Linked DNA regions of Mus musculus: all the other regions are linked to region 6. The links are chromatin contacts, called in public ChIA-PET, HiChIP or PLAC-seq and promoter capture Hi-C maps. All regions are on one chromosome and are shown on one strand. Each heading gives the region's core, a stretch centred on a gene start, on an enhancer-like site or on the middle of the called end of the contact. The rest is flanking DNA. Distances are from core to core; before and after follow the strand shown.

The links. Promoter capture Hi-C pulls out the DNA fragments that hold promoters and counts their contacts. ChIA-PET counts read pairs in DNA pulled down with a chosen protein or histone mark. HiChIP or PLAC-seq counts read pairs in DNA pulled down with a chosen protein or histone mark.
Region 1: an H3K4me3 HiChIP or PLAC-seq map of embryonic stem cells shows a contact between it and region 6, with 5 times the contacts expected there. The contact joins the promoter of Gfi1b here to the promoter of Rapgef1 in region 6. A contact is called at or near these places in 2 of 39 promoter capture datasets (liver and pre-B cells) and 2 of 115 datasets of contacts at active chromatin or transcription factors (both in embryonic stem cells).
Region 2: a contact with region 6 is called in a promoter capture Hi-C map of the HPC-7 cell line, with 2.9 times the contacts expected there. The contact joins the enhancer-like site here to the promoter of Rapgef1 in region 6. A contact is called at or near these places in 8 of 39 promoter capture datasets (the 3T3-L1 cell line, the HPC-7 cell line, frontonasal cranial neural crest and 4 more), 1 of 15 datasets of contacts at CTCF or cohesin (large pre-B cells), 1 of 484 Hi-C or Micro-C datasets (the N1E-115 cell line) and 1 of 115 datasets of contacts at active chromatin or transcription factors (large pre-B cells).
Region 3: a contact with region 6 is called in a FOXA1 HiChIP or PLAC-seq map of pancreatic cancer cells. The contact joins the promoter of Lrrc8a here to the promoter of Rapgef1 in region 6.
Region 4: an RNA polymerase II ChIA-PET map of memory CD8 T cells shows a contact between it and region 6, with 6 read pairs. The contact joins the enhancer-like site here to the promoter of Rapgef1 in region 6. A contact is called at or near these places in 3 of 39 promoter capture datasets (the 3T3-L1 cell line, cranial neural crest and liver), 1 of 15 datasets of contacts at CTCF or cohesin (large pre-B cells), 7 of 115 datasets of contacts at active chromatin or transcription factors (embryonic basal ganglia, embryonic forebrain, embryonic hindbrain and 4 more) and 1 of 9 other capture datasets (embryonic stem cells).
Region 5: an H3K27ac HiChIP or PLAC-seq map of embryonic stem cells shows a contact between it and region 6, with 3 times the contacts expected there. The contact joins the promoter of Ak8 here to the promoter of Rapgef1 in region 6. A contact is called at or near these places in 5 of 115 datasets of contacts at active chromatin or transcription factors (embryonic midbrain, embryonic stem cells, forebrain and 1 more).
Region 7: a contact with region 6 is called in a promoter capture Hi-C map of pre-B cells, with 2.1 times the contacts expected there. The contact joins the enhancer-like site here to the promoter of Rapgef1 in region 6. A contact is called at or near these places in 7 of 39 promoter capture datasets (the 3T3-L1 cell line, the HPC-7 cell line, cranial neural crest and 4 more) and 1 of 15 datasets of contacts at CTCF or cohesin (large pre-B cells).

Annotation. Positions count from the first base shown.
Region 1 is chr2:28,620,426-28,623,380 of GRCm38.p6, reverse strand. It overlaps Gfi1b (growth factor independent 1B), which reads left to right and starts at 1,399. Exons shown (of 7, transcript NM_008114.3): 1 at 1,399-1,532. It overlaps Gm52548 (a long non-coding RNA gene), which reads right to left. Exons shown (of 2, transcript XR_003954006.1): 1 at 2,469-2,955; 2 at 1,178-2,128.
Region 2 is chr2:28,962,110-28,965,424 of GRCm38.p6, reverse strand. Cfap77 (cilia and flagella associated protein 77) reads left to right here. Exons shown (of 6, transcript NM_001166705.1): 4 at 2,688-2,793. Among named protein-coding and RNA genes, the nearest start is that of Barhl1, 47 kb to the right of the region's middle. Within about 2 kb of position 1,679, at least 3 of the 459 cell types and tissues checked have an H3K27ac peak or open chromatin away from gene starts, as enhancers often do. A contact at or near this core is called in the HPC-7 cell line, where this site is marked.
Region 3 is chr2:30,236,094-30,239,423 of GRCm38.p6, reverse strand. It overlaps Lrrc8a (leucine rich repeat containing 8A VRAC subunit A), which reads right to left and starts at 1,655. Exons shown (of 4, transcript NM_177725.4): 1 at 1,619-1,655. 1700084E18Rik (RIKEN cDNA 1700084E18 gene) reads left to right here and starts at 1,793. Exons shown (of 1, transcript NR_028299.1): 1 at 1,793-2,227.
Region 4 is chr2:29,100,749-29,103,961 of GRCm38.p6, reverse strand. No RefSeq gene overlaps it. Among named protein-coding and RNA genes, the nearest start is that of Setx, 23 kb to the left of the region's middle. Within about 2 kb of position 1,296, at least 79 of the 459 cell types and tissues checked have an H3K27ac peak or open chromatin away from gene starts, as enhancers often do. A contact at or near this core is called in liver, memory CD8 T cells and pancreatic cancer cells, where this site is marked.
Region 5 is chr2:28,698,199-28,701,422 of GRCm38.p6, reverse strand. It overlaps Ak8 (adenylate kinase 8), which reads right to left and starts at 1,262. Exons shown (of 13, transcript NM_001033874.2): 1 at 1,149-1,262. The coding sequence starts at 1,232. Spaca9 (sperm acrosome associated 9) reads left to right here and starts at 1,772. Exons shown (of 5, transcript NM_027283.1): 1 at 1,772-1,841.
Region 6 is chr2:29,618,154-29,621,256 of GRCm38.p6, reverse strand. It overlaps Rapgef1 (Rap guanine nucleotide exchange factor (GEF) 1), which reads right to left and starts at 1,537. Exons shown (of 26, transcript NM_001039087.1): 1 at 1,194-1,537. The coding sequence starts at 1,254.
Region 7 is chr2:28,769,380-28,772,299 of GRCm38.p6, reverse strand. All of the region lies in intron 11 of Ak8 (adenylate kinase 8), which reads right to left. Among named protein-coding and RNA genes, the nearest start is that of Mir3088, 38 kb to the right of the region's middle. Within about 2 kb of position 1,344, at least 13 of the 459 cell types and tissues checked have an H3K27ac peak or open chromatin away from gene starts, as enhancers often do. A contact at or near this core is called in pre-B cells, where this site is marked.

The DNA of each region.
Region 1 (2,955 bases), core at 150-2,649, 1.0 Mb after region 6:
CCACCCAAAGAATACTCAAGACGTTTTATAAAGAGAGAACAAGGCTGGGTGTGGTGGCGCACACCTTTAATCCCAGCACTTGGGAGGTAGAGGCAGGCGAATTTCTGAGTTCGAGGCCAGCCTGTTCTATAGAGGGAGTTCCAGGACAATCAAGGCTACACAGAGAAACCCTGTCTCGAAAGAGAGAGAGAGAGAGAGAGAGAGAGAGAGAGAACAAGGGCTGGGTGTAGCTGTCTCCTATCTGTGGCCACCAGTCTGGACCTGTGTCCCCTTGGGGAGTCTGTTGTGACCTCCGGCCGCTGCCACAGGGTTAGCCCCCTCAGCAGAAAGGCCTCAAACGAAACATCTCTTTTCTCTACACTTTGAACATTGGACTTGCAGTTTCAATCGGGGCTTCCTGTCCCGTGTTTGTTTTCTTTATGGGGGAAATGTAATCTCTCCAGTCCTGGCTGCAAGAGCATGCAAATCAGCTAACAGTGCTGTTTGGTGGAGTTCTCTCTGTATGCAAAACTTCCTGGAATAAATCAGTCATCCCCAAACGGGAGGAGGCCAAGGGGCAGAGCAGGGAAAAGAAAGTGGGGACCAGGGAATGGGGCTCTGCTCAAATGGGGTGAAATGCCCTGCGCTGGCCTGGGTACCCAGAGGGGCCCCCATTGACCTCTCTGTCTCTCATGCTGCCACTAGATGGCAGCACACGCCGGCCGTGGTACTTGGGTATTCAATCTGTACTTGAACTTTGCCAGGTACAGGTTCCAAGGCCCCCAAATTCACTACCTTGCTTTTTTTGTTGTTCTTCTACTCTGTCTATTTGTGGTTCTGCTGGTCTGTGGTTGTCTGGGGGAAACTCCATTTTTTTTTTTTTTTAAGAATGAGCTCAGTGGGAGACAGAATCCTGTTGGTTAAGAGTGATCTGTACTGGCCCAGGATCCAAGAGCTTTAAACACAGGGGCCCCTCTAATGCCTCAGCGAGAAAGTGTGTGATGGTGGAATCTAGGAGAGGAGAAGCAAGAGGAAGAAGGGAGAAAAAGAGGAGAGAGGAGGAGGAGAGGAAGGAGAGGGGGAAGAAAAGGAAGATGGATGGGGAAAGAAGAGAAAAGGGGAAGAGGGGGAAGGGAGGGAAAGAAGGAAGGGAAAGAAATAAAATCTAAAGCAAGGATGAGGGACTGTAAGTCAATGCTAGACTTTTACATTTTAATAAGTTAGCCACTCTCTTTCACCCAAATGCTACTGAAAGTTTCTGGAGAAATTTCCAGTGGGTTAGAAGCTTCTGTGAAGTTTTGATAAGCAAATGTGGCTGCACTTTCGCGCTCTGGTCATTGGCTGACGCTGCAGCCGCCAGATTTTGACACAAATAATCAGATTGAAAATCAGGGAGGGGAACAGAAGGGGGGCGGGAAACACAGAAACGAAAAGGAGAAGTGTCTGTCTGTGCAGAGACTCATAACGTTGACCGAGCCGAGAGCAGTCCCCAGGGACAGTGTGGAGGTTCGTGGCTCTCGGGCAGAACTCAGAAGAGGGACAGCTCCCTGACGGTGAGTGCTGCCAGACCCGTGCTGGCTGGGCTCCGCTGAAAAGTTCGTCCTGGGTGCCCAAGGCAGGGAGGGTGTCTGCTTCCCTTTAAGGTGAGAGGAAGAATACTGTGGTAGTCTCTCTTCTGGATGCAGTGCTCATCACCAGGGGAGAGAAGAAGGAAGGAACATGGACCAGTCCCGATACCCCAAGATAGCGCAAACACCGAGCTTTCCTCCTGCGAATTCTGTGAAACTTCATTGTAGGGGGCTAGGCTTCACCCAGATACACAAAGTCAATCCCCCCCTTCACACACACACACACACACACACACACACACACACACACACACACACACAGAGCACTTTTCTAGGGGCACCAGAGGAGCCCAAATTGGTGTCCCCCTGGGCTAGAGCTGCCCTGTGCCAGGATCTCAGAAGGGATTGGTAGCTCTGATGACCCTCTCAAAAGTTCCTGGAAGCACCGGGGAGGGGAGTCAGACACCCTTTCCTTGGGAATTTACTGAAGGGAAATGACAAGGTGAGGCAGACCACAGGATGATGGAGGGGAGGCACTGCCAAAGGCTCTTGGCTCCTTGAGCATCTGTAGCTCTTCTCACCTAGAGGAAAAGGTGAGTTTGAGTTGTGGTTTTCTTAGAAAACAGGGCTCATTGCAGAGATGCCCACGGATGGATGCTGTGGTCTGTGACTGGGTCCTGGGAAAGCCAGCATTTTTATGAGACTACTGTGGGGAAAGCCAAGTCACCCTAGCTGTGGAGTTGGACAGCCTGGGTACTGGCAGAGCTGTGCCTATCCACCTGTGCTCTTCCAAGTCTGCAAAGCCCTCCATCAGGAGAGGGGTAACATTTTGATTTGGGGGTCAACCTGTAGAAAGTCCCTCGGGGAGTTGGGTGGCTCTGGATGATTTAGGTCTGATGGAATCGCCCCAGTGGTGCTCACCATTCCCAGAACTTCAAAAAGGTGGGTGCAGGTCCCAGGTCTCCCTTCACCGGGGCACAGAGCCTGCTCGCAGGCAGAAATAGCAGGAGACTCCTCCGTCTGAAGGCGTTTGCATTGAATCCTTTCTGGTGTCAGTCCCAGCCGGCCGTGGGGAGTGTGGGGGCTGTTTGCCCAGTTTTGTTTCCATTGTGGTAAAACAAGTCCATAGAACTGACCTTTTTTTTTTTTTTTTTTTTTGCTTTTGAGTTACGTGGTGTTCTTCGGCATGGGCATGGGACGTACACTCTGGTCCCGACTCCTTCCTTCTCTCCTTTCTCACTACATAGTAAAAAAACAACAACAACAACAACAAAAAAAAAATCAACCAAACAACAAACAAATGAACAAACAAAAACTTAATTTCTGATCCTTCTGCCTCCACCCTCTGTCACTGTGTCCTGAGCTACATCCCCAGTCCTTTCTTCTTTTCTTTCATTATTTTTTTAAT
Region 2 (3,315 bases), core at 430-2,929, 660 kb after region 6:
CTTGTTCCGGTCAACCCTGCTCACTTAGTCCCTGCTCGCTCCGTCCCAAAGATTTATTTATTATTATAAATAAGTACACTGTAGCTGTCTTCAGACCCACCAGAAGAGGGTGTCAGATCTTATTACTGATGGTTGTGAGCCACCATGTGGTTTCTGGATTTGAACTCAGGACCTTTGGAAGAGCAGTCAGTGCTCTTACCTGCTGAGTCATCTCTCCAGCCCAACACCTGTATTTCTAAGCATTGACAATGATTTCAGACTTTTAGGGCTGCCATTCAGACCAGATCAATCAAATCCAGGGGCAGAGGTTTGCAGCTTCTGACCTTGCTGGACAGTTAAGGGGGTTGCTTCTCCTCTGGGGTCTACCTACTCATCCTCTGGTCTGGGCAGAAAGGTCCTAAGTTGAGCTGCTCCGCATACTCACCCTCCCTGGCTGCTTTGGAAAACTGTCAGCACTATGACTGACCAGATAGGTGTCTATGCAGCTGAGAGGTGACTGTTGCAGCTTCCTAGGACCTCAGAGGTGTCTCGGACTGAGAGAACCCCTAAACTACTGTGTAGTGTTTCTGGCTCTGACTTTCTCACATCATTTCCCACAACACTCTGGGGCTTCCTTAACAAGTTGTCACACATAGGAGCGAGGGAGGTTAGGGAGGAAGGTGGGAGGGCAGTAAACAATACAAACTCAAGGTCTCAAAGCAGTAGAGGCCAGAAGTCCAACCCTGAGGTGTCACCTTTCCCAGTACCGGTGGTCCCAAGAGATTCTAGCTCGCATTCAGTATGGCTGGGGGATGTCTCTACTAGAAAGCACTGGTCTGGAGAGCTGGTCGCCTGGACTTTCCCCAAATACATGTGGCAGGAGATGCTGCACCCCTTCTAGTGCATGACTTCTGGAAGAGTCCTCTGCTAGCAAGGTCAAAATGGTCATTATTCGTTTTGTGGTGCTGGGGCTCGAACCCAGGGCCTCAGAAATGCTAGGCATCACTCCACCATTGAAATATCCCAATCTTAGATGCGCTCTTTTATGCCACAGCTGTGTTACCATAGTGGTAAAAGAATAGCAAAAAAGGCTGGCCATGCTGAAGTGACCATCCACTGGAAATTTCATCCACTGGGAATTTCCTATTAGCCTTCTGGCCGTTTCAGCCCCCACCAATGTGCATCGCCTATACCTCTCTTGATTATTCTAGTTTATTATTATTTATTATTTATTATTATTACTATTATATATTCAGTGTTTTAATTTATGTGTATTGGTACTTCTCCTGCATGTATGGCTGTGTACTAGATCAGTGCCTAGTGCCCTCAAAAGCCAGGACATCCGGTCTCCTGGAGCTGGAGTTTCAGACAGTTGTCAGCTGCCATATGAGTGCTAGCAACTGAACCTGGATCCTCTGCAAGAGTGACCAGTGCTCTAAGTTGCTGAACCATCATCTCTCCAGCCCCCATTACCTCAGTCTGTGCCCCAGGCAGCCCTCCTCACTGAGAACTTAACTCTTGGAGGGTAGGTACTTAAGACAGGGATTCATGAACTTGTGATTCTCCTGCCTCCACTTCCTGAGTCTTGGAGTTAGGACAGTTAGGACAGCTTTATTTTCTGCAGGTTTGACACAGTGCTGTGCCTTCCTGACTTGTGACTATAGGCAGTGGGTTGGCTTCCTGTCTGTAGACAATAGGATGGCTTCCTGTCTGGTATGTGTGCACACTCTGTCTTACAAGCCGCTTAGAGTTCATTCCTGGCTACGAGGCGGTATCAGCAACAGGCCTGTCTCCTGGACAGCTACTGCTCACCAGCATCAGAGTTCTCCTTTGCACATGGCCGCTGTCTGTTTGTACACCCGTCGTTCAATCTGTTTAGAGCTCAGACCCAGCCTACGAGCATTTTGGTTTGTTTTGCTTTGCTTTCTTAGAAGGCCTTAGATCTACATTAGCTTTGAGTCCCGTGACTCAACTGACCTTACTTAGAGCGCTGCCCGACACTGTTCTCCTCCTCCTCACTAAGGTGATGAAGGATTGTACCTGCAGAGCGCCCAGCACTGGCTCAGGTTTCCAAACTGCAAGCAGTGAAGACATCTAGTGCAACTTCAGAAAGAGATGGGCCCTGATGCAAAGCTGAGGGTAGTCCCACCAGCCCAATGGGACTGACAAGTGTGGAGCCAGTTCTCCAGGACAGGACAGAATTTGTGTGAGAAGAGTCCCCAAGAGTGACAGCTCATTACTCATGCAACTTGGCAGCATTCTTGCTGAGGTGGACCAGGACAATCAGACACCAAGGCTGTAAAGGAAGATCCTGACGATTCGCCAGGGAGGTTAGACACTGAGGGTGGAACACCTTCTTGGCAGGAGTCTTTTCCAGACTAGCCTCAGCAGACCGAGGGCAGAGCCCAGGGTCTATGAGAGGCATAGCTGAAAGGGTTCTGGGAAGCCTACGAACCCTGCCCAACAAGGACAGAATCTTTGCTCCCTCAAAAGAAACTGCATGGAGGCTCCCCATGTTTGCAGAGCACGTTGTGTATGGGATCTGATTCTCTGGGGTTTCTAGGCGCTACAGGAACCATTTCCTGGCCCTGGGGAGCTAATTTGGTCTGCTGATGGCGAGGCCTGAAGCCCATGGAGGTGTCTTGTTCTGTAAGCGGGTGCCCCGGTCTTACTCAGGCCTCAAGCTCTGTGTGCCCTTCTCCCCACAGGCCATCAACACCCTTCTTTGACCTGTTACAACATCGGTACCAGCAGCTGTGGGTACAGGAACAGAAGGCCACTCAGCAAGCCATCAAAATGGAGAAGAAACAGAAGGTAGTTGTGCCCTCACTTCTGAGGGGCCGAAGCTTAGGGGGAAGAGAAGAGTTAGCATCAGGGTATGTGGTTGGGGTGGGAGCAGGGGCCTCGTTACATCTTGCTGCATTGAAATTCAAATCTAGACCAGTCTCAGTGATGCTTTCATTCAGCTTGTACTTGATTCTGGACTGGGTAAGAGATGGCTGGACATCAGTCAGCAGGCCCTGTCACCTCTGAGCTGGGATTAGAACCCAGTCACATTGACTCTTACATAGAGGCCATCCCCTGATTTTCTGCCTCACTTGCTACAGAGGAAACTAGACCTCACTGCCACCAGCCTAGACAGGTGTGTGTCCCTCACTGGCTGGTGTGACAAGATAGAAAGCCATTTTACAGGGGTGTGTTAAAGAACATGTTTTCTTAGACAGTATGAAAGTGTTTTGTTACTGAGTAACCTTCTCAGAAATAACACAGCTTCTCATCCCAGGATGGCGGGAGGCAGCATCCTTATCTTACATCCTAGGCAGGTGTCTTAGTCAG
Region 3 (3,330 bases), core at 406-2,905, 620 kb before region 6:
GGGGGTTCTGCCCCATTAGGCTGACCCTCAGAAGCCCATGCCCTCCACAAAGGCCATTCAGATTTGCAAGGAAACTCCATCCTAGCAAATGTGCCTTAGGTATGGAGAACAGGAATGTGAGGCTGACTCCTGGGTGTGGGAGGTATTGTCAATTGCTTCTCTGGTCCCTGCTTTGTACACCATCCCCCAAACAATGTGGAGCTTCAGACCCCAGAAAATCTCCAGGAAGCTGTCCTCCAACACTGCTCACCTGCCCTTGCCTGCCCATGACAGCTGGAGGAGAGCCCGACCTTCATCAAGGAAACAGCAGGATGAACGGCCTAGCCCACTGGCACCACCCCTGAGCCTCTGAATATACCCCCTCTCCTACCCTCAATGGTCAACTTATTCTTCCTGCACTGGCCATTTTCTCTACTTCAGAGGACATAACACAGATGGCAGAGTTAAAGAGACCACTGACACACTTGCAAGGCAGGAAAAGACTTTGTAGCCTCTGGCTACTCATTTCTGTCTCCAAAATTCAGCAGACAAGTGTCCCCATCCTCACAAAGACTCTCTCCCCTCCACACCTCATCCTTAAAGCTGTCCCTGTCCTAGCTAGGGCAGCGTTAGAGGAGGTTGTACAAGAGTGGCTGTCCTAGAACTACCACTATGTCAGCCCAGTTCCCATCAAGAAAAAGCTAATGCTCACTCAATGTGTTCTTTCAAAACAAGACAACAACTGTATCAAGCAGAACCAGCCCATCTTGACTCACTCCAGTCCAGTGCATGGCAGGTTCAAGAACCCTGGTCTCAAACAGAGGTTAGAGGCCCACGTCTCTACCCAGCACTCAGGAACCAGACAGGTGAATCTCCGTGAGCTCGAGGCCAGCCAGCCTGGTTTACAGAGAGAGTTTGAGGACAGTCAAGGCTACATAGTTGAGACCCTATCTCAAAAAACAAGCCCCCACCCCCTGCCACTGTCATCCCGAACTCTGCTGTTCCTTCAGCTTGGGGTCGCCTTTGCTGACCTCCAGCTCACCAACAACCTCCTGTACTTGTCACTCCTGCCCAAGAGATGCACAAAACAGGGACAGAACGAAACAGACTCTCATATCAGGAGTCGGTCGTTCAGGGAGCCCCAGTCTGAGGTCCCAAAAGCCTGTGCTCCCTTCCCCATAGCAGGGGACAGTCCGGGAGATCAGGAAGAGGGAGTGGTCTAAAGAGAAGCCGGCGCCGGGAAGCCCACGGCCAAGAACTGTAAGAGCTGGTGGGGGAGCTGTCAAGAGAACCCCGGGTGGAACCTCTGGGAAGGGGGCGCGTGCGCCAAGGGGCGCGGATCTGCGGGGACCAGCGCGGCAAGTGCGGCCTGAGGACCGCGGCGGAAACTCGGGTGAGAGGCGCGCGGAGAACAGGGTGCCCGGGAGGGGGCTCGCGCGCCGCCGCACGGCCTGGAGGGTGGAGACCGGAGCCGGCGCCCGCGGGAGGCAGGGCGGAGCGAAGCCCAGCGCGGGGCCAGGGTGGCCGGCGCCCCTGGGCAGCGAGAGCCCCGCAGAACTTGAAGGGGCGGAGCGCGCGTCCGAGGAGAGCGTCCCGTGCGGTGACAGCGCGCGTCTCATCCCCCACCCGACCCGCTCACCTGGGCTCTCCGCTCGCAGCCGCCCGCAGGCAGCCCGGGCCCTCCACCTCCCAGTCCGGCCGCCCGCCGCCGCGCTCCTCCAGCGCCTCCTTTTGTTTGTCCCTCACTGCACCACTCTGCCTCCCCCGCCCCGGAAGTGACGTCACGGCCGGACGCACCCGCGGCATCCCGGCCGTCGCCATGTCTGTTAAGGGGAAAGCTTGAGGCGGCTTCACCCTACTCCCGTCCACGTGCCTGCGCCAAGCCACTTCGGGGCGGAAGTAACGGGACAGAACTAAGCCCCCTTAAAGGGACAGGGATCCCTGCAACTTAAGGGATGCGTTACTCTGGCCAGAGCGGCCAAGTGACCCAAGCTGACGCAAGTATCCGCTCACCTCCTTTGTTCGGGTTCCGATCGCCATTGGGCCAGCGTCCTCATACCTTTAGTGCTGCTCGTTAGCTGACTCGCTGCCCAAACTCTTCAGGTGCCCGCAAATGTAACTGCCCTGCTGATGCTGACGCGCGCCTCGACACGTCCGGCTTGCGACGGTTGTCCCTGAAAAGCCGCATAATTCCGAGTTAACTGAATGGCTTCTCCGCCGCCGCTGCAATAAACACAGTTGAACTAAATTTAAAGGTTTCTTGGGCGATTAGTCGCGCCCCGGCGAGTTCACTGTCTCACACTAGGAGATCTTTGAAGTCGTTGGACTGGACTGGGTTAGGAACTTTTTGTAGAAGAGGGGAGAGAGGTAGTGCCGTGCTTGAGAAGGTATTGGAGTTTAGGAATCTGGTAGGTGTGTCCTGAGTCCAGTGGTCACTTTGAAACTAAGTATCTGCTTTATCCAGTATTTTGCTCCGACTTTTGTAAGCAAGGGCTTCTGGTGGGGATCTCTTTGTCCGGTTCCCCGGCTTCTGGCTGGAGATAGAGGATTGGCAGAGGGTGTGAGGGGAATTCTCTATCGGGAAACCTCCAGCCTAACGTTAGCAGCGAATTTTGAGCTGAGCTGAGGATAAAACCACATCTTCAGAACCAAGCCTCCAGACGCTAGCTGTGTGTGTGTGTTAATCTTCCCGGGTCCTCATAATTCCCAGGCTAACTGTAGTAATCCTTAGGTTGGGAAATTGTTCAGCTATTAAAACAAAGTGTTTCATGTACTCCAGTATGGGACGAGTTCCAGTAGCTTACGTGAAAGAAGAAAGGCAGGGAGCACAGCAATGAGTTTTTGTGGAGTTGGGTATCAGTGGTGTGTGCACCAGCTGACTAATATACACAGGCTGTACAGATGACCCTTCCCTCACTGAATGATCTCCGCCCCCTTTTACAGTGACAGGACCTCTGGAAGAGCAGTCAGTGCTCTTAGCTGCTGAGCCATCTCTCCAGCCCAGCCCCTTAACCTTAAATTTATATAAAGAGAAAGGGGGATATAAGTATATTTATCCACATACTAAGGTATATTTAGTTTCAAACTTTAAAAATAATAATAATTTCAACTTCAAAGATAATGCTTTTTTTTTCTGTTGCCAAAAAGCATTTTGCCCTGGGAAAGATATACCCTGCTAGTCCACAAAAGAATCCAGAGTTAGGGTTGGGGCAGGGTTTTGTTTTTATCTTCCCAGGAGAAGAAAAACATACAACAGAGAAATTCAGATACCACTGGACAAGAGAAACAGGATGGATCATCAAGAAAAGATATCCTGCCTGGCGTGGTGGCCATGCCTTTTATCCCAGCACT
Region 4 (3,213 bases), core at 47-2,546, 520 kb after region 6:
GGGCTAAGCCCAACTGGAACAAAAAAGGTCACAAAAACTCGAAACCTGTATCATCTGCGTCAGGAAGACACTTCCTAATTCATCCCACGAGGCATCATGATACACCAAACTCAAAAAGACATGTCACAAGAAAACACTAATGTGTCATAAATAATGCATATTTTATAATCAAATCTGCCAATTTATGTTTATACTTCATGAGCTTAATCTATTTAAATTTGATATAACAAGATCTGCTAAATTTTCTTTTCTTTCTTTTTTTGTGTCATATGCAGTGGAAAATTTCTGGTTTCCTTGGCAACTCAGTTGATTGGACTAGACTGCTGGTGTCCTGACAATGAAGAGTGGAATTACCACAAAGAACTACTTTTAAACAGGTCCATAACCCGTTCCTATAAACCTTCTTTCCCCACTACCTCTGATGGAGGGGCTAGAAGGGAGGGTAAATGATGGTGGTGCACACCTTTAATCCCAGCACTTGGGAGGTAGAGGCAGGTGGATTTCTGAGTTCGAGGCCAGCCTGGTCTACAAAGTGAGTTCCAAGACAGCCAGGGCTATACAGAGAGAAACCCTGTCTTGAAAAACCAAAAAAAAAAAAAAAAAAAAAGAAAAAAAGAAAAGAAAGAAAGAAAAAGAAAATCTAAGCCTACAGTCATATTGAAAAAGTATAACGTAAAAACAAAAATTCTAGGCCTTTAGGCCCATGCTTGAGAATGTGACCTTTGTGACTCAATACTCCAAGGCATGCTAATCATAAAACAGATAGCAACATTCCTTCACCCACCCTCTTCCTGTGTTCAGGAAGTGTTCATTCAAAGAAAGTCACCCTGACCCACCCTGACTGTTGCTGGAACCCGCTATGCAAAGGTGCTATTGTTAGAGGCTCCTAGAAAACTGTCTTGACTTTCCACTTCCTCGTGACTCTTAACTGGTATTTTTGGTATTTTCCAACCACGCCCTTCCCACCCCCTTGAGTTGTGGTTTCTTCCTTTAAATACCCCCTTACCCAACTACTCAGGGTGCCATGGTCCTCTACCCCTGCATGGTGTATGACTGTAGGCCCGAGAGCGCTCTTGAAATAAAAAGTCCTCTTGCAGTTTGCAACAAGACCTTGAGTGATTTGGGGTGTCACCTCTCTGGAGTCAGAACGTTGTGGGTCTTTCAATATCTCCCCCCCCCCCCCCCCCCCCCCCCGCTTACTTTTTGTTTTTGTTGAGACAGAGTCTCATTATTTAGCACTGACTGGCCTGGAAATTACTATATAGATCAGACTGGCCTCAAACCCACATAGATCTGCCTGCCTCTGCTTTCTCATTGCTGGGATTAAGGCATACACCACCATAAACAGCCAATTTTGCTCAACTCTTCCATTACTGCTTTCACTTTTGTTTTGGTTTTGGTTTTTTGGGTTTTTTTTTTGTTTTGTTTTGTTTTTCGAAACAGGGTTTCTCTGTGTAGCCCTGGCTGTCCTGGAACTCACTCTGTAGACCAGGCTGGCCTCGAACTCAGAAATCTGCCTGCCTCTGCCTCCCAAGAGCTGGGATTAAAGGTGTGTACCACCACTGCTCAGTGGGGGGTAGGAGGGGGTGGGAGGGGGAAGGGAGGAAGAGAGAAAAAGAAGCAGAGATTGATGTTGGGTGTCTTCCTTGATTGAGCTCCACCTTAGTTTTTGAGACAGGGTCTCTATTGAATAATTCAGGTAGAATGGTTGACCACCAAGTTCCAGGGATCTCTCTGTCTTAGCCTGGTACTGGGATTACAGACAGATGCTGGTGCACCCAGTTTTGTTTTGTTTTGTTTTGTTTTGTTTTGTTTTGTTTTGTTTTGTTTTGTTTTGTTTTAAGATTTATTATATCTAAGTACACTGTAGCTGTCTTCAGATGCACCAGAAGAGGGCGTCAAATCGCATTACGGATCGTTGTGAGCCACCATGTGGTTGCTGGGATTTGAACTCAGGACCTTAGGACGAGCAGTCTTAACCACTGAGCCATCTCTCCCGCCCTTATAATTTTTTTAAAGGTTTATTTCTTTTCTTTTTTTTAAAAAAGATTTATTTATTTATTATATGTAAGTACACTGTAGCTGTCTTCAGACACTCCAGAAGAGGGCGTCAGATCTTGTTACAGGTGGTTGTGAGCCACCATGTGGTTGCTGGGATTTGAACTCTGGACCTTAGGAAGAGCAGTCGGGTGCTCTTACCCACTTACCCACTGAGCCATCTCACCAACCCAAAGGTTTATTTCTTATTGATATGAGTACACTGTAGCTGTCTTCAGACACACTAGAAGAAGGCATCAGATCCCATTATAGATGGTTGTGAGTTACCATGTGGTTGCTGGAAATTGAACTCAGTACCTCTGGCAGAGCAGTCAGTGTTCTTAACTGCGGAGCCATCTCTCCAGCCATCTCTCTCAACTATGCAAAAATAAGGATACAATATGAATTATATGAGTGGCTTCACAAATCTAAAGGAACAAAGGTAGCTGCATTAATGAGCCAGCTTGTCAGAAAGATACAAAGGCAGGCAGATTCCTGAGTTCAATGTCAGCTTGGGACAAAGTCCAGGACCAGGTAGGGCAGAAATGGTAATTTCATGTCTGTGTCCCACCCAGCTAGCTCATTGACCGTGCTAAGCAGAGGGAGGCAGATCTCTGAATTCTTTTTTTTTTTTTTCCAAGAGAACAAAACTTTATTCATGTTTGGAGGCTAAGATGAGATGGCTCAGTGGTTGTTCTCCCATAGCACCTTGGTTCATTCAATAGCACACACATGGCAGCCCATGTCCAGTTCCAGGGAATCTTCATCTGGATTCCGAACACACTGATACATACTACACATTCATGGAAGAATGTCTATTACAGTAGTAGATAGGATCTGTGAACGGTGCCCACAGGGGAGATCGCGGAATTCTTTTGCAAAAGTGAAAGCAAAAGTATGGGGCTGGGCCACAGGATGCTGATTCATAGGATAACCGAAGGGAACCTGGAATAAACGACTGGATTGATATGTAAAATAAAAGACTGGGCTTGTGGTCTACAAGTTAGCCAGGGAATTTTGCAGGAGAGAACTGCTTGGAGAACTGAGAACAGAGAGAGCTGTCTGGAGATCTCTAGAGAAAGCAGATGAACAGAGAGAAGGCAGGCTGGGACCCTGTCTCCAGCAGAGCCTAGGCCACCAGCTTGGAGCCAGGATTTGACTTCGAGGCAGTTGTTT
Region 5 (3,224 bases), core at 13-2,512, 920 kb after region 6:
GATTTGCTGTTTTATTTGTGGCTGGCCACTCCTTGGTCTCCCCTCCATTAACACTTTCCAAAGGAGCTTGCTCAGTAGACTCAGGCTCCTTGGCCTGGGCTCATGTGCCAGCACGGTGTCCCCCTCCTTCTCTCTCTCTCTCTGTCTGTGTGTGTGTGTGTGTGTGTGTGTGTGCGCACGTGTGCGCGTGTGCATGCTAGGCTTGCAGTATAGGGTACTAGAAACTGAGCTCTAGTTTGCCTGCGGCCCCCAGAATCACTGACTGTTAGACAGCTCATCGGTCCAGCCCCTAAAAGTCACTTTCACCTCTGGAGAGCACAAGTCAAAAACTGGAGCACACATAGATGGGGATATGGTTTGGCTGAAGGCCACAGTTGCCTGGGAACCAGGACAAGCTGGGAGCTAGTATAAGGGATGAGGGACGAGGGCTTTCAAAAGGCCAATTCTGAGGATAGAGGCTATGTAGAAAATATGCTGCCCCAGAGGAGACCACCTGGATAGGGATGCCATCTAAAACTTATACGGTCCCCTACTTGTCCTAACAGGGTCAAAGACACCCTCATGAGACAAAACACATGTGTCTTTTGCCTGACGGCTGAGACAATCGGTTTGGTCCTGGGAACTGGAATTTCCCAGGAACCTCATGCCAGGAGAAGGAAAAGGCTGGCACCAGCCAGAGGGGCGGGTCTCCTGGGAAGTTTTCCTCCAACTTGTCAGACCACCTTGCAGGAGGGAGTGGAACGGAGACAGATATGGGTCAGTGAGGTGCGGGATCACACTAGACTTGTGTGGACCCCAAAACTAGCCCCGGGAAGCAGGTCACTGAACTTCTTGAACGTGTTCCTCCTTCCATTGTGGTCACAGGAAATAAGCCTTTCTCTGACTTTTTCTTTTTTTCTGTTGCTTATCTCTTTAACTGGTCTTGGAGTGAGGTGGGTGAGCCTAGCTTGTTAGGGCTTCCAAGGCCCAGCTTAGGTAAGACTCAGGGCTCAGGAACCGGCTGAGGTTTCCCATACAATGCCAGAAGAGGCCCTGGAGACTACTGCGCCATTTCACAGGTGGGGAAACTGAGGAAAGGGATTTCCCCCCAGACCATGCTGCCGGCCCGGCCCGGTAGCCGTATTCCCTATCCTCGGGCGCCTGATCACCTGCATCATCTCGAAAATGTAGTAGTCTTCCCCGTACTGAGGCATTTCCGGGGGAATGCGATGAGGGGCTGTGGTTGCATCCATGTTTCCGACAGCGCTCCGCTCCTTAGTAACGGCGTTGCTGGGACGCCAAGCTATGCGTCATCGGTGAGCGCCTCAGCTGGGGCGAGTCCTGGTCCCGGATTCCATCCACCGAGGTCCTGATCTGCAGTCGGCTCTCCCTCCCCAGGGCCACAAAGCAAACCCCAGAACGCCTGTGGAGCTACAGAGCAATGGGGGATCGGATGACAGAATAAATCCTGCTTCTGGTGTAGCCAACTGTGCGGATCTGGGCGCTGGAAGCTGACCCTGCTCCCTGGATCTCAGTTTCCCCATCTTTAAATGAAAGACGCTGGGGCAGACGTGGGACCGGTTTCTACAGGAGGAAAAGTCATATGCGCCCAGATCATATGGGGGTGGGGGTGGGGGGAAACTGGGCGGGTCTCCTGGTTTGGGCGGCCGGCCGAGTCATGTGACCGGGTTGCCATAGCACCTGTGGTCACAATCGGCCAAGCCTGCCTGGCCTCTATGGCCTCGACCCCGCCCACGCCCATTTCCTGAGGGGCCTTCCCGCCCTCGGGGCCGCACACCCACGGAGGCACTGCAAGCTTCTGGGCACTCTGTGAGGCGAAGGCCAGTCCAAGTCAAACCAGGGTAAAGGGGGATGGAGCGCCGGCGACGAGCTGGGTCGAAAACACTATGGGAGTGGGGGAGAAAGAGGTGGAGGTGTCCTGGCCTAGGGGGAGGAAAGCTGCGTGTAGCTGTGGAAGAGGCAAGGGTGGCATCGTGGAGGAAGGACTCTGTGTAGTAACCCAGAGGGAGGTACACACAGCCTACGATGATAGCCACAAGTCCAACTCTAGATGTTGTAAATTTGACAGATTTACAGTGAGCCTAAGTTTCTACCCTGAGCAGTGGGGAACACTCAGGCATTCCTCCCACAACTACCCTGAAGTCCCCGACAGTGACTGGCCTATAGGGAGTGGACAGTGTGGGTACATAGTGATATCTCACTTAATCTTTAGACTAATCTTAATCTCACCTCACTTTGGACAACAATCGTTCCTGTCTCACAAGTTTTATCTTTATGTATTAATGTGTATAAGGGTGGGACAGAGGAAGAGCAGAGGCTGGGAAAGGGACTTTGGAACCCTGGAGCCAGAGTTGCAAGCAGTGAGCCAATAGATCTAGGTGCTGAGAACTAAACCCAGGCCCTCTGGAAGAGCAGCAAGTGCTGGGGACCGAGTCACTCCTGCTCCTGTAGCTCACCTGTTTGCATGGGTCAAGCTGGAGGAGCTCTCAGGGGCTCCGGGGGCCACAGCACCAGGCAGTGTCAAGTCAGATGAAAACCTTCTGCTCCGAAGACAGACAAGACACTGCAGAATAAGACAGGCCAGAGGAGTTAGCTGGTGGCTTTGGGCAAGTCATTTCCTCTTTCTGGATTTCTTCCCTCGACAGCTGCTGGGCACAGAGAGGAAGTTTCAATAGCTTGAAGAGTTTCTATCCAATCCCCCACCTTTTACAGAAACAGAGGCTAAGGCCTAGCAAAGGGGAAAAGTCTTGCCCAGGGGCTGAGAATGAAATCAGAGGGAGCCTCAAGGCTGAGAGCTAGCGTTCTGACCTGGGATAATGACACCTGCCCATGTAAAGCCACAGCGCAGCCCTCTGTCCCCGAGACCTGCTTCCTCAAAGGCCTCAGGCCTCGGTAGACTTGTCAGCTGGGGAAGCAAAGATGAGGCCTCCCCAACAAAGAAAGCAGCAGCCACACTGCAGCTTGCACTGGGGGGGGGGGGGTTCAGTGTGCTTCCTGGACATTTTTGAAGTGGCTTTCGTCTCCGCTCATTTATTTTAAGCCCTAGGCGCTTTTCATACTGCGATCTAATCTTCTTTAGCAGCCTGGAAAAATACAAATCAATTAAAGCCTCAAACCTATGGGGTAATCACCTTTCCCTCCCTTCTCCCCCAGAGAGAGCAGCGCCTGCATCCAGGCCTTTCATCCACTCTAATTTGGCTGCAGAGGCCTGTGGTCAGGGGCCA
Region 6 (3,103 bases), core at 288-2,787:
CAAGGAGACAAACACCCCAGAAACAGCATCTGAAAAGGAACAGTCCAGCCACGGGAATGCTATCCTACTTCTTGTCAGAAGACAGATGTCAATACCCTACCTATGCCCCTTGCTGGGTGGGCTACAAACATTCACTGAACCTCTCTGGGTCCTGAAAACAGAGACCATACTTTGGCAGGCAATCTTCAAGTACGTTTAATAAACAACACAACCCAGAGACCAAACACAGAATGAAGACACATAGCTCAAAAGAGAATACCAAAACGTTTGTCCCTGTGTTTAAACCAGGGCTGCAAAAGTTACATTCATTGCTGGTTGGTCCCCTGCTAATATACATCCAAATATCCTCAAGTCCACCTATGAAATGGCAGCTTCCAAAAATTAGTGCGGCCGAACACCTTTTCAGGTTCTTACAAGTCTGCCTTCTCTACTAAGTTTCCAGGATAACTGGGTATCCCCACTGTGACAACCCCCAACCCAGGCCCTGGACCACTCACTGCCTACCTTACCTACCAGCCAAGAACCCGCCCTCCCGTAAAAGGAGTCCCTGCTTGACGGCTAATTAAGCTCTGGGCCCCATATGCACAACAGTAATTGACTCTCGGGAGTATCTAACTCCCAGAATATGCAAGCCGGGGGGCGGGGGAAAAACTGGGAGGCGACTCCCCAAGATTTCCAGGAACACACAAAGAGATGAGGTTTGCACCAAGATCGCATCCACCTTATTCCCCCATCCCCAATGACTCTCCACTTGCCCTGCTTGCAGAGCAAGGCAGAAATATTAGAGGACAACTTGGCTGCTCCCTGAAACATCGCTCCAACACACCCTAGCCTGCTGTCCTTTGAAGCCACCGAAGTGGACACTTGTGGTTAAACTCGAGGCTCATTAGGAGTGACACATTTTATAACTGGGCTGCCGATCACCTCTGGAGCGCGCCTGCTCTTCTGCATGCGGTCGGGGCCAGGCCTCCTAAGGGTCCCGGGCTCCAGCCATTGTGGGATGTTCCAGGGAACAAGGCTACAGGGACCTCCACTCGCTCCCCCAGAATCCTGCTAGCATCACAGGCCCCCCGCCGCCGGGCAGGCCCGGTTCAAAGATGGCCCTCGCGGCGTCGCTGCCAGGCTGGGGCCCGGACTGGGGGTCTAGCGCACGAGGCCAGGAGGCGCGCCGCCCGCCCGCCCGCCCGCCTCACCTGCTTTCTCGATCTTGCCGGACATTTCCGGGCTGCGCCGGAGGCCGAGGCCGCTGCTCATCAGGGCCCGGCCCGGCCGCTGCGGGATAAGAGGCCGGCGCGCCCGCCGCTCTACTGGACCGGTGCTCGCCGCGCCTCACACTCGCGCCGTCATGGCGGGCTCCGCGCGGCCGCGGCTCGTGCGCTCGCCGCCCGCGCTCCAGCCCGCACCGGGCCTGCCACTCCGCCGCTCCACCTCCCGCGCAGCCGCCGCTCCGGGGCCGCGAGCCGCCGGCCGCAGCGCCGCGCCGCCGCCCGCCCGCCGGCCTGGGCCCCGCGGCCACGGCGCCACCTGCCGGAAGCCCACCGCGCCGCTCGCGCCACAGCGCCCCCTGATGGCCCGGAGCCGAACTAAGCCTGGCGCGAGGCGCAGCGCCCTCTACCGGCTTGGAGTCCTCCGCGCCACAGCTCGGTATAGACCCCACCCCTTTCCTCAGACACAGAGAAAGAGATCAAACCTATGACTGACAGCTCCAATTCAGGACTTCCGCATGCCCTCCCATCAAAGATCAGAGCCTCCGGTAACCCAGAGTTTTCCATCTCAAGTTGTGGGCTAGCTTTCCGTGTCTGTTACCCAAGTTCAGCATCCTCCTCAGGCCCAAAGCTCCTCTAATTGATCCTAAACTAGACTCAACAACACTGAAAACACAAGAAGCCTGCTCAACAACGTTTGGGACTGCCACCCACCTTCACCCCGTCATCCCCCATACACACTATGTGAGTCTCAAGGGCCAGTGAAAGGCAGAACCTTTAGCCAGATGTGGGCCCCGATCCTCCAAGCCAAGGCTGAGGCCCAGACCTGGAGTGACACAGAAGATCTGGTTTGCTTTGCTCACGAAACCCTCCAATGGGAACATCCAGCTTAAAGAGCAGTCTTTTCTAGTATGCAAATGAGTTCGTTTACAGTTCATTTTAGGCATTCAAAGAACCTTTGCTATGTATGATGTCATATCCTACCATGACTAACCCAGTGGATTCTTCCCTTCAAACAAGCTCATGAATAGGTTGGAGAGTCAAATCATATCATTAAGTATTAGTGAGCAATACGTTTTAGCAAGACAAGAGATACAGGGAAGGGCGCTCCCTGCTCACTGTTTTTAGCTAAGATGGAATTCACATCAGCAGCGAGTGTGCAAGCACATGTGTGCGCGCACAGAGAGAGAGAGAGAGAGAGAGAGAGAAAGTGAGTGCTAGGCTAGGGACCATCCAAGATAGCTCAGCAAGTAAATGCAACTGCTGCCGAACTTGACTAGACCTACACGGCTGAGGGAGAACCAATTTCTGCAGAGTGTTCTCTGACTTGCACACACACATATACACACACACAGAGACACACTATGTAACTTAAGAACACTTAGAAGTCTGCTTTGCCTCTAGATATGTAAGCTAGTGGTAGGGCAAACCTTGAGAGATGTGCAGGGAGAAGTTCAGGGTGACGGATGCCACCAAAGATTTCTATTTCCATCTCCCTATACTCTACAGTCCCCTGATTCTGTGACTGAGGGCTGCCTACAATCGGCAGCCAAATTTCCAGAGCCATGGGTCCGAACCCTCTAGGGGTCAAAGGCCAAGCCAAAGATTGACAAATTCATTTCCCTTTTCAAGTTGACAAATGGCTGCTCAGGGCCAGAATGGCTCTGCTCTGCTCTGGTGGAAGCTGCATCAGCAAGGCAAAATTGGCGAATCGCTCAAGGCCCGCCCTCCAGCTCTCCCTGGGTGCTTAGCCTTCCAGACTTCTGAGCTCAGAGCGTCAATATTTCATGCCCCAAATTCTGAAGTGAGGAATGGAACAATAAATGTAGGCGCAGTCAGGTTTGAGGTTCCTAAGAACAAGATCAAATCCATGTGATAAATTGCTGCATATCAGATAG
Region 7 (2,920 bases), core at 95-2,594, 850 kb after region 6:
AAAGCTTGGCTGTACGGAAGGGCTGGCTCTTAGACATCTGCCTTTGAGGTGTAGCCTCAGCCCCATGCACACAGGGTTGGTTTGCTGGCCTCTCTCTCCATAGCAGCTGATCTCTAGGAGACAACAGCTATGGGAAGTGTCGCTCTAGCAGAAAACATCAGCAACCAGCACCAACAGGATGCTGACAGCTACAGCACCAACAGGATGCTGACAGCTACAAGGAGAGAGCCCTTGGCCTTGGCAGAGACAAGCCAACCTCTGGATGCAAGACACACACAACTTAGAAAACATAAAAACTATGAATTCAGACCCCACCACTCCTCAAAGGTACCTAAATGGTAGTTTCCAGTTTGGTACAGTCTAAGTTACAGATGGGGAACGTTCTAGAGTGTTCCTGGTGGTCCTAAAACTAATCCAATAGAATAGAGAGACCCTGGAGAAGACAGCTGTAATAAACACCCTTGCTAGCAGTCTGCTAAATGGCATAGCCATCAAGGTCCCCTCTGTCACCTCTGCAGGATCCATGATTGTGGCTGAGACCATGGGGGTGGGTGGGTTAAGGTCTCAAGGAAAAGTAGGGGTTCAGATACCCAGCTGTCTGAGATGCCACAAACTTCCGGGTCTCCTTCAGAGCCTATTCCCACCCCCTGCATAGTGAACATGGATCTTAAAGAAAACACATGGCTGCAGACTTGCAGCAGGAAATGAATTATTTCACAGCAAGCCAAGGGCAGCCTTCTGTGTGCAGCCTTGGAAGCGGCTCTCTTTGTCTCTCCCCTATTATTATTACGTTTTAACAAACTTTATAGCCCATTTTATTTGTTCTCAAATAACTTTTTCTCCTTCCTCTCGACACATCAATTGCTGGGCTTCCTTCACCGTGAGGTGGTAGTACAGAGATTGATACGGCTCGGCGGAATGTAATTTACTATTATGGGCTGTGGGTTTATGAGGTGGGAGCCTGACAAAGCATTACATTTGAACATACTGCACTTATTGGCTCGAAAAGGAGATTTATATTTGGAGAGGAGACAATAACTTTGTTTTCTGATAAGCCAAAGAGGTCTATTTTTGAGTCTGGCACGCAGACAAGCTTGCCCTTCTCCAATAACTCTATTTACTAGTGTGAATATATTTTAATAATAAAATTGATATATATGTAAATTTATTTTATTCTAATTTCATTGAATCCTCCTGGAAAAAAAAAAGAGGAGGGTGGGTGGCTGGTGGGCCTTCAGAGATTGTTTTTGTATCTGAGTTATAGGTTTCTGTATTGTATCCCTAGACTGGCTTCATGGCTATAATTCTGCCAGGATTTCCTCCTAGTGTCAAGCCAGCAGCACCATACCGGAGTGTTTTATGACTGACATCACACCCAGACCAGAGTTACAGTTCCGGTGTTTGTCCTCACGCCAGCCGGACTTATTTGAGGACATTTCTCTTTCCTGGATGAATCTGGGGGTGGGGGAAGGGAACGGTTCATGGTTGAAATCCCTTTCTGAGTTAATCACCAGAATGTTCAGCCTCTCAAAGCTGAGAGGCTGTCAAGGAAAGAGGTTTTGGGAGGAGGGCAGAGGACAGAGGGAGGAGGGAGAGCACAGAGAACGGTGTACCAGGGAACAGGAGCGGATCGTACCACAGACAAACATCTTAGTACACTTCCTGTCTGTCTTATGTCCTAGGAGCAAATAAAGTAGATTAGAATTGTGTACACAGTCCTTAGAGAGGAATTTTTTAAAAACTCCATAGTGAATGGAGATGTATCCAAGCCTGCCTGAAATCAAATTGCTTCTCAGATATTCTTTCTGTGTGCTCCAGAGCCCAGGGCACCCTCTCCTTGTCAGTCCTTCTGTACCGGGTGAGTGTCCCAAGTCCAGACATAAAAGTAATTTGCTTTATACACTAACACTTGGTTCCCTTCCTGAGCTGTTGGTGACATCTGTGTACGCCCCTCCCTTAAAGGACTATTCAGTAGTCACACACCCTGCCCCCAACGCCCCCCTGGGGACGGATGGACTGCTGCTGTCTCTGCGCCCTCTTGCTTAGTCCCAGGGGCTTTTGACCAAACTTGGCTTGGCACCCGCTAGCCTCCTGGAGACTCACACCAAGATTTCTAAAGCTTTTGTCACTCATGACTCCTTTTCCTGAGAAATGTTCACACAGCCCTGCGACCCTTCGTATATAGGTCCAGAATAAAGTAGACATGCAAGCCAAACACTTACTGATAATCAACCATAAAGGAATTGATTTTAAAACAATTCTTTAGTAAAAATGTATTTTATCTTTAATTAAAGAGGGAAAGAAATTTGCATAAATGAGAATTAAATCTTGGCAGAATATTTTATACTACAGGACCCAGAATGGATGGATATTTTGATTTTATAAAAGTCAGTGCCGAGAACGCTGCCTCACATCAACAAAATGGCAGAAGTGTATTTAGGGTCATTTTGGAGGTTGTTGGAAATTCTTTTTCCTCACCAGGAAAGTGACACTTTTCTTTCTTTTCTTCTTTTCTTTTCTTTTCTTTTCTTTTCTTTTCTTTTCTTTTCTTTTCTTTTCTTTTCTCTTTTCTTTTCTCTCTCTCTCTCTCTCTCTCTCTCTCTCTCTCTCTCTCTCTCTCTCTCTCTCTCTCTCTCTCTCTTTCTTTCTTTCTTTCTTTTTTTATCCCAGAATGCAAAGTAGCAGGGTTTCCTGTACCATTTTTAATACCTACTAGGTTTTGGCTGACCCTCTGCACTCCTGAATGTCCTGCCTCTGGTCCCTCAAAGGTGTTCTGTTACCCACACTGTCTTTTCCATCTTCTTATGGTCTCATGAATTCCCTGCCACCTACTTCTGCCACTCCCATATAAAATGAATATTCATAAAAACAGGAGCTAAGGTGAGCAGAGGAGAGTGAGTACCTGGTATGCTTTGCCTTT